Linked DNA regions of Ovis aries: region 1 is linked to region 2. The links are chromatin contacts, called in public Hi-C maps. All regions are on one chromosome and are shown on one strand. The core of a region is the stretch at or near the end of the contact, and the rest is flanking DNA. Distances in the headings are between cores, read along the strand shown.

What was found. A called contact is a pair of places that touch in the nucleus more often than the background predicts.
Region 1: a Hi-C map of blood shows a contact between it and region 2, with 2.1 times the contacts expected there. The contact joins two enhancer-like sites. A contact is called at or near these places in 3 of 16 Hi-C or Micro-C datasets (all in blood).

The regions. Positions count from the first base shown.
Region 1 is chr2:198,525,038-198,529,908 of ARS-UI_Ramb_v3.0, forward strand. All of the region lies in intron 17 of HECW2 (HECT, C2 and WW domain containing E3 ubiquitin protein ligase 2), which reads right to left. Among named protein-coding and RNA genes, the nearest start is that of STK17B, 96 kb to the left of the region's middle. Within about 2 kb of position 2,409, at least 10 of the 54 cell types and tissues checked have an H3K27ac peak or open chromatin away from gene starts, as enhancers often do.
Region 2 is chr2:198,419,440-198,424,568 of ARS-UI_Ramb_v3.0, forward strand. STK17B (serine/threonine kinase 17b) reads right to left here. Exons shown (of 10, transcript XM_042244014.2): 4 at 1,690-1,851. The coding sequence starts at 1,811. Among named protein-coding and RNA genes, the nearest start is that of STK17B, 9.3 kb to the right of the region's middle. Within about 2 kb of position 1,957, at least 4 of the 54 cell types and tissues checked have an H3K27ac peak or open chromatin away from gene starts, as enhancers often do.

The DNA.
Region 1 (4,871 bases), core at 1,159-3,658, 110 kb after region 2:
TAAAGAATCCACCTGCAATGCGGGACACCTGGGTTTGATCCCTGGGTTGGGAAGGTCCCTTGGAGGAAGAAATGGCAACCCACTCCAGTATACTTGCCTGGAGAATCCCCATGAACAGAGGAGCCTGGCGGGCTACAGTTCATGGGGCTGCAAAAGTTGGACACAACTAAGTGACTAAGAACATACCAGAGGCAGGCTGAGACTAGTTCTCTACAGGGCCAGCTAATTTATCACAATGACAAGAGACGGGTCATATGCTTCCAGGAACAAGGCACTGGAACGCGTTATTTGATATACATCATATCACTGTTGTCCAGTCGCCAAGTCGTGTCCGACTCTTTGCGACCCCATGGACTGCAGCACCAGGCTTCCCCGTCCTTCACCATCTCCCAGAGTTTGCCCAAATTCATATCAATATTCATTCATTCAGTAAACAATTTCTGAGTACCTACTATGTGCTAGGCATGGTATCATATACTGGGAATCAAATAGGATGTAAGACACTGCCCCTTTCATGGTGCAGTGGAAGAGAGAGAATCCAAGGGCAATGCCAGCATGACATGAATATATTTAAGTTATTCCATTCATTTAACTGAGCCCTGTTTAGGCCTTCTCTTCTATTAACTCCTTCATGGAGTTTTTTCATGTAAAAACAAAGAAGGCATTGGTTTACTGTCAAGAAAGAAGATCAAGGCTGAGGAAGAGAAAAAGTGGGTAGTTATCCTCAGAAATATCACCAATCTTTTCTGATGGGGGGAAAAACAGGAACTATTCCTTGGTTATCAGGTATTTGCCCAATATTCTTTAGTCCAGCATTTCTTAAACTGGCATCATTGCCTACTAGAAATCTACAGACATAATCTTGAATACTAGGAGAATTTTTACATGCTGTGTTTCCACTTTGATGATTAAAACTGCTAATATGAGGTAAGCATATTTTGGACAAGCTGGATGACATTTATGACTAAACATTACAAAGTGACTTCAACTCCCACGTTTGCATTAACAAGACACTTGTTGCCAAGTGATCAGAGGTGAACTTTTAGAGTGTTGATGAGCAGGGCTTGATGTTAAATACGATAGCTGTACCTGTCTGCTACTAACACGCAATTCTTTCACCATTTAAAAAGACAAAACTTTTCTTTGGTAGTATTAAATTGCAGATTAAATGATAATGATGAAATAAGGCAAGGTAACGTATATGTAAATTGCCATAGGCTAAAGAGAAAACAAAATAAATGGATTTAAAAATGCTAAATAAAGCATGTGTTATGATTTTTTCTAAGAACAAAAGTTTATAAATAGTTTATAAGTAGAAAAATGGCAGTAGAATCATCAAAGGATATGTTTAATGATATATTTTCTTCAGTATTATACTTGGGGGTACACAAGTGAATTGGCTCATCACATAGATAAAAGCAAGCTATTTGTTAAGCAAGAAAAATTATGACCAAGATAATGCCACAGATGCATGTGATAGACCGTTAGACACAAAAATCAAAAGAATCAAGTCAAACACAAGTGAAATACAAAGCACAAATATATCTTTCCACTGACACTGGTCTCAACATTGGTGATTTGACTTCTGCAAAACAAAATCTTCTCGCAATATCATTAACTCAAATGTTATATTTTTTGTTTTTACTTAACTTATATTTCTTTTGGTTTTATAGCTTATAAAGCTGTAAGGATATGGAGTTTATGCATGTTTTATATTTGTACACATTTTACGTTTCACTAAATACACATGGTTAAAAATCACTATTGTAGATCTGAAATGTTTGTTTTCCTTTTAGGATGGAAAATAACAGATTGGATCCTAAAAAATTTCCATGAGTCCACCCAGTATCTGAAATAATCATAACAAGTTTGAGAAATATTGTTGAAGATTCACATGACTCTGATTAGAAGGACTTTTGAAAGTTACATTAATATATTTACTCATTTATTTTATAAATTTACAGAGTTAGAATAAATCTGTGGTAATCCTCTAATTTCTTTCTTTATTGCCTTCACCTTAATGAAGAAATTCTATTCAATCTTAGCAGTTTATAATGAGAATGAAGATTATATTGGCTTCCCTGGTGGCTCGGTGGTAAAGAATCTGCCTGCAATACAGGAGACCCAGGTTCAATCCCTGGGTTGGGAAGATCCCCTGGAGGAGGAAATGGCAACCCACTCCAGTATCCTTGCCTGGAAAAATCCCATGGACAGAGGAGCCTGGTGGGCTACAGTCTATGGGGTTGCAAAGAGTCAGACACGACTGAGTGACTGAGCATGCAAGATTATATTCAAAGAACATTTTATCATTGGACCATTTCCTCATGGGCATGTTGCTCACTGTACCCTTTACAACACACTCCAGCACTTCCTCCAGCACTGCACTTTCTCACACAGCCACTCAGTTATAACTTCAGTTCCTTCTGAGTCGTGCGATTCTGGAGGGCAAAAGCCCTTCCTCCTTTATCTCTGTGCCTTCCAGTACCCAGCACTATGCTGTGTACATAAGACGGGCTTAGCAAAATCAAACCAGGCAAATGATCCGTTAATACCAAAATACATTTGGCTCCAAACAAATTTCCCTGAGTCTATTCAGTATTTGGAATAAACTTATCTTTATACCATTTTTTGTTGTGGTGGAGAAAAGAGAACCAGAAAGCTAACACTATTTACTAAAACAGAACCCACTGCAGGAAATACAAAACAGGTAATGACAACTTCTTCATAAGAAAACACAACTGTTATATAACTAAGAGATTCATACAGATACTAGACTATATATATAGTGACATCTCAGGAAAAAGTCGCTGGCTACTACTGTCTCTCAGATGCCTGTCGAATTCAGACCTTGGTAACCACTTCCTCCCAATGCGTAGAATCACCCCAGAAGATCAACTCAAGCAGAAGATCATTTGAGGACAAGGAACATAGTCTCAAGACTGGAATTCCCACAGAAAATAGCCTCACTGAAACCAACCAACATTTTGGTGTAGTTAAAGTAGGGCACGTGATCAAAAACAATCAGAAGCACCAATGCCTCTAAACCACAACACTCTCTGGATTTCAGACTCTGCACACATGTTTCCTGTATGATGTGGTTGCTGTTGTTCAGTCGCCCAGTCGTGTCTGATTCTTTGCAACCCCATGAATTGCAGCATGCCAGGCCTCTCTGTCCCTCACTATTTCCTGAAGTTTGCCCAAGTTCATGTCCATTGCATCGGTGATGCCATCCAGCCATCTCATCTTCTGACACCTTCTTCTTCTGTAAACAGGTTTCTGTATACAGTTTAGTAAACCTTCAAAAATATATATGTTGTGAAAAATTGCCTCAAGGCAATTTTAGAGAAATCCTCATGACTTTTCTGATGGAGTAATGCCAAGAAAGGAAAATCAGTACTAATGATTCATATTTCTGATTACAGTCACAGGGCATGGTCTGGCTTGAGGTAAGAACCAAGGAGTAGAAAGGTCAACTTTTCTTTCTACTTCCCATTACATAGGTAAGGTTTGAAAATATGGATCTATTATTATCTCACAATGCTTATGGACATACAGAGGTGAAATCAATTAGTCATATATTTAGAAGCAATATTTGTTGTAAGTGGATATAAATGAGCTCTGTGCTAAGAATTCAGAGAGTTACTTAACTCTCTCTGCTTGTTTTCTCATCTTGAAATAAGCATAGTTACAGTATTTGCCTCATAGGTTGGTGAAAAGGATTCAATGAACAAATGCAAATAAAAGGCTTAGCATAGAACTATTATATAGTAGCATGTAAAAATTTCAAAATATTGAGTATATTATCAGATAGGTCTCATAATTATTTATTCCTTTTTCAACAGACAGAATGATCTATTGAAAATAGAGCCAAATTAGATGTCTGGTCATATATTCCTTTTTCTGCTTCTATTGTTGGCAAGTTGTTTTAATCTTTGTATTTATCTTGGTTAATTCCACAGATACCTATTGAGTACCTCTATGATATGCACTAGATAAGACTCTGGCCTCTCTGTAATACTGAAATTAATGCTGTGAGGACCAAAGAGATAATACACATGAAGGGTTTAAAATCCTCATAATTTAACAGACAATGGTAAACATTATTCTCAGTAAAGCAAAATAAAGCAAAACTATTTTAACACTAACGAAAGGAATTTAGTTATTACATGCAAAAAACATGTGGCTATAAGACACCTTAGTCAGACATTCTTAACAGCTTGTACCCTAAATCCATCATTATTCTGAAGAATATCTAGGTTATGCTAAAATGTATAGCTAGAGGTTTATATTTTCTTATTAACTATAATAATTTATTATATATTTGATACAAGAGTTTTAACTGAAAAGATATTCAGGAATTGAAACTATGTTATATAGGCATATATTTTATTTTAAAATATATATATGAAAGAAAAAACAAATGGGTTACAATATAACCCATTAACATTAGAATGGATAAGTCTGTTAAACAGTATGTAAAGGAGTAGGCAAGGATACAGCAGTATTTTTTAGACAGTGATATAAAATGTCAAGGTAAATGAAAAAAATAACTTGAGACACCAATTTCCAGAAAATCGTGCTAGAAGTTTTCTAGATTTGGCAGTCATTATTTAGAAAACTATAAAAAAAGTCCACTCATAACAGAAACAAAAACATAAAATACTTTTGGAAAACCTAGACACAAAACATTCAGTGCCTATATAAATAAATAAATAAGAAAAATGCATTGTAAGAAATGCAAAGGTTGAATGCATGAAAAATTATACCTGTAGAAGAAAAAATGGAAAACTGTAAACATCTTAATCATATGCAAAGTAACTTAAGCTTTTTTAAAATGTCCATCAAAATCCCAATGTAATTTTAAAGGTTAA
Region 2 (5,129 bases), core at 707-3,206:
AGGGTACATGGATCAAGGAACACCATCTGGAAATCAGGTTATAAGATGAGCATCTAACGAAACTGATAACATTTAGCTACATTCAAATCTCTAAAGGATTTTTTACATGGATATTATATGCAGCTACAAAAGGGGAACCATGTATATTAGGTAGAGATTAGTAGAAAACAAAATTCTGTGCCTAAGTGCCCACAAGATGGAACAGACATATTCTGAGGAAGTGAGTTCCCTATTCCTGAGACATTCAAATTGAGGCTGGATAAAAAAAACTTGTCAGGAAAATTACAGGAAAAATTGCTGCACTGCATAAAAATTATATTAGAAGGCCACTGACCATTGAAGTTCTTCCAAAGCAAAGACTCTATGACTATTTAATGAGTAATGAGATACAGTCAACTAAAGAACACTTACTCTTTCCTGTATAATGCAAAGAGAAATAATTACAGACTTAGAACTAAACTATTTCTTAAAAATACCATGAAAGGTTTTAAAAACTATATCTTTTCATAAACCATTAAAAGGCCCAAATATTTTATGCACAAAATTAAATAAATAAATATGCCTGGAATTACGAAATAAATATGCCTTCATATTTGGTTCTTAGTCTGATGACATAGATATTATCACCCTTATTTTGTAAAAGAAAGACTGCTCCCAATATCTGACAAGTGAAAAAGCCAGGACTTGCCTTCGTCTTTGACATAAAAGACCACCAAGAACAGAATTACTTGCCATGTTTCAGTCAATTTTTGTTTTCACATTGACATTATCAAACACAAAAAAATCATTCATACTATTTTACTGTGCATCCATCAACACAAACATAGGCTTTTACTATTTTAACATAAAAATCAAACTAAAGACAGAAAATGATCACCATCCTCCCTTTGTTAAGTGTTTAAATTTAAAGCTCAAAATGCTGAATACATAACAAATTATTTGGTATATCTTTTGTAATTTTCATATATATTCAAATGGTAGTGTTAAATTTAGGTCTCATAATCTCAGGTCACTCCTCAGCCTGAAGGAATTTACACCTTCGTTAAACAAAAACGGATCAGTATCAGTGTAAATAAATACAGGTTTTACTTACAGAACATGCACTGTTTGTCATATGGAATTATATTATCAAATATGAATTAATTCATTTTGTTTAGAAAAGAGAAGGAGGAGAATCTCTACATTTTTTAGGCTGGCACAACATCCTGAGAATTAGAAAAGCTATTCAACAAAAACTTTATAGCATTCTACTATTTTATAAATATTAACTTGTTTAAGACTCACAACAACGATATAAAATATATACGATTACCTTCATTCCCACTTCTCAGATGAGGAAACTACAGAACTGAGAGGAACAGTAATTTGAGATCAAATAGCAAATGGCTAACCCCAAATTTGGATGTGACAGTCCACTATGCTAAGCTGCCTCTTCCCTTGGACAAACTCAAGTAAAAGCCCTGACTTCCCACCATGGGCTATGAAGTGAGGTGTGATATATCTTACAGGCTCAGTAACCCTCCATGGATTTGATTTCCAGGTCACTTAAGACTAGATCCCTGTATATATCAGCAGAGATGAGGACTTTTCTTTCTAATCATTGCTAAATAATAATCAAGTGAGTTTTATAAACATATAGACAAAGAAATCCTGTGATTTTAAACACACACACATCAAAAGTTTCCTTACCTTCCCAGTTCTTTAGATGTAAGTGTATAAAAATTATTAAAGTTTTCCACTTTAATTGGGGTTTGAGGAGTGGTAGTTAGCATGCCCGAAATACTTCGGCAATCAAATCTTCTCCTCAACATGATGACTCCCAGATAGGCTTCTTCAGTCACTTATTTTTATCTGTTTAAAAAAAGAGGAGACGCAGGGTATAACTTATATGCAATTAAGGGGAAAAAAATGTTATCTCAGACAGGATATGCGTTATACTGTACAGCTCCAAATATAGCTATAAGGTACAACCAAAAAAAAAAGAAAAAGAAAAAGACGGAAGAAGATTTAAAAGCATATTCTACCCCATAAAAAGAAAAACAAAGACCAGACACATAAATTGGTATCACCTATGTTACTGAATTTCATTTCAGAATAAAACTACTGAAAATGCCTGTAATACCTACCAAATTCTTTTAAAAAGTTAATATTGTAATATCATCATTCAATTTCATTTTAAAACTTTGATTCTTTAAAGTTGTATCTGCACATAATGATAATTTAACATAGAAAAACAATTATTCATTTTAAATTTAATTTTACATGGGCAAATAAATATAGTGGCAAATTCACATGTTGTGAGTTATATTACTGACATCTGAGTCACTAAAAGAAATAGACTTGCTTCACGGGTCTTAGATTCAGAACCCAGCACAGAGTATGAAAAGCTGTATAATTTTGTCGGATGAGTGAGCAACTACACATTAAGCCCTATTCTGGAGTTCTAATCTGTATCTGAAGCGCATATTTATCTGGAACTTTTATGATATTTACAAGTATTCAGTTTTAATATTAAAACTACTATTTCACATTAATTGAATTCATATAATGACAAACTACATATTTTTAGATACTTCCTTCTGCTATGCCTATGTAATAGAGATCCAGTATTACTCTTCTAGCACACTCTTACAAGAATCCCTAAGCTTTTTTCCTTCTCTGTCACGTTTTTCCTCCGTTTATTTCCTACTTGACATGTTCTATAGCTTCCTACATTCAAACGCCACCTATATTCAACTTAGCAAGTGAACAGTGTGATTAGAGGGGAGTGTTTTCAGTTTCTGGATTTCCCTGGTTTTAAGTCAGCATTTTTTTTCTCTTGGCCTTTGGAAAAACAGACCTAACTAGTTTTGAGGTACATCTCTAGTGTTCCAAAATTAGCAGAGTACCACTCTGAAAATAACATTTGCATTGAGCCGCATCTGAGTCTGAATCCCATTTATCCATCATACCAGTTATGAGGCATTTACCTTTGCTGCTGTTCTGAGGTGAATTATGTCCCTCCCCTCAAAATTCCTACCTTAAAGTCCTAATCCCCTAGTACCTCAGAAAGTGACTGTATTAGGAGAAAGGGCCTTTAAATGGGTAATTAAATTAAAATGAGGCCATTAGGGTGGGCCTTAAAGCAATACACCAAGTTAAGTATCTTCATTAAAAAATTGTGATTAGGATACAGAAACACACAGGGGAAGACCAGATGAAGACACAGGGAGAAGGCCATTCACAAGCCAGAGACAGGCCTCAGAGAAGCCAAGCCTGTTGACACCTTGATCTCAAAATTCTATTCTCCAGAATTGTAAGAAAGTTAATTTCAAGTTGCTTAAGTCACCCTATCTACAGTACTTTGTTACAGCAGCCTAGCAAAGTAATACAGCTACTTTTAAAAAGAAAGAAAGTAGTATTTCAAATGTGTCGGAAGGGATACAAATATAACAAATGCTTGGAGGTTTCAATCTTATTCTTTTGTTTGAATTAAAAACAATTAATCACAAACAGAGTTGGTCCCTTCTTTTCATCCCACTAGCCTTGGGGAGGAGAGCTTATCATTTCCTTGCCGACATATGCCCCATTCAGACAGTTTTGAGATTGACTTTGCATTTCTCCTGATTACTAGCGAGGAAAGCTGCAATTCTGCTGCCCCTGAAGTATGGATGAATCATAGAATCTATCTTGCAGTGCCCTAAATACTAAAAATTAAGATACAAACTCATGAAGAATGACACTGGTACAGCGCTAGTCGTGAAAGCACATCATGGCATTCAATAAACAAATACTGTTAGTACTCTCTGAAAGATCTTCTCCAGTGACAGTCCCTGCCACTGTTGAATAGCTTACCCTCTCTCCATATACAAAACTCTCACTCCAAGTTAGCTTAAACTAGTTCTTAAAATCTGTCTTTTTTATTCCGTTTTGATGAACTATTTATATACCTTAGTTCTGATGGCATTCAGTTTCACTGTTCACATATTCCTCTCTGAAAAATCAATATGGTTACCAATTTCTATGCTTAGTGTTTTTTTCTTCAGGTCATTCTTGGGCTCTAAGATTTTTTTCCCTAAATTTACAAGTCTATAGATGTGTATGCTTATGATCATATATATGTTATTAGCATATATACAGAAAGAAGGGATATACCTGTATCAAAGATACAAATTGGGCTACATTCCCAACACTGTTCCACATCAGGCCTTAGGAATCATGAGCACAAGAACACAGCAAATTTACCCATAGAGACAGAGTGTAGGCTCTTAATTCTAAGATGTTCACCTTTTCTAGATTCTAGAATCTAAGATGTTTATCTTATGCTATAATACATCAGCTAAAAAGCAATCTATTCATAAGAATCTAGTAAAACAGACATATATTTTATAATTATTTTCTGTTCTCAAGTTTCAAAAGAATCAATATGAATCTTAGATGTTGTCAAAGACATGCTTAATGAAGCATGATTTATAATAGTGGAAAAAAACCAAAAAGCTTTCAGAGTGAATGCATCCCAAAGTTTAACAATAAGGAAATGGTTAAATATACCTAAATAACAGGATATTACATACCTAATAAAAATTGTGCTTTCAAATATTTTAACTCATATAATGAAAAAAGGAAGATAAAACTTTATATACAATATATTAATTTTGTTATAAATATATGTTTGTTATATATAATTTTCAAATATGTTTTAAATAATATTGTTAAATATAAAACCAAACAGATGAAAATACAGGAAACTATGACAATATATTAACAGTGGTTATCTTTGGATTGTGAAATTATGGCAGTATTTATACTCTCCTTTGTTTAAGTTATCTATATCAAGCTAGGATAGACAAAAAACTAACAAATGCCTTTGGCTAAAAAAGATGGCTGTGAATATATATGACTAGACTCTAAATGCAGAAACTAACCCATGTGCAACAGTAAAACATCTCTTTACACATTAAGGGTTTACTTGGCTGAAAGTACATGAGCCATTATTGCTCAGATTTTTTAAGGCCTCAATGTTTTCTCTGCATTTATTTAGAGCAGATGGTGTTCATTATGCAAGTAACAGGTCCATTCTTACGCAAAGATCATACAGGCATTTAGGGTAAATACTAAGCAAGAATCAATACCCTGTTTAATACCACCCA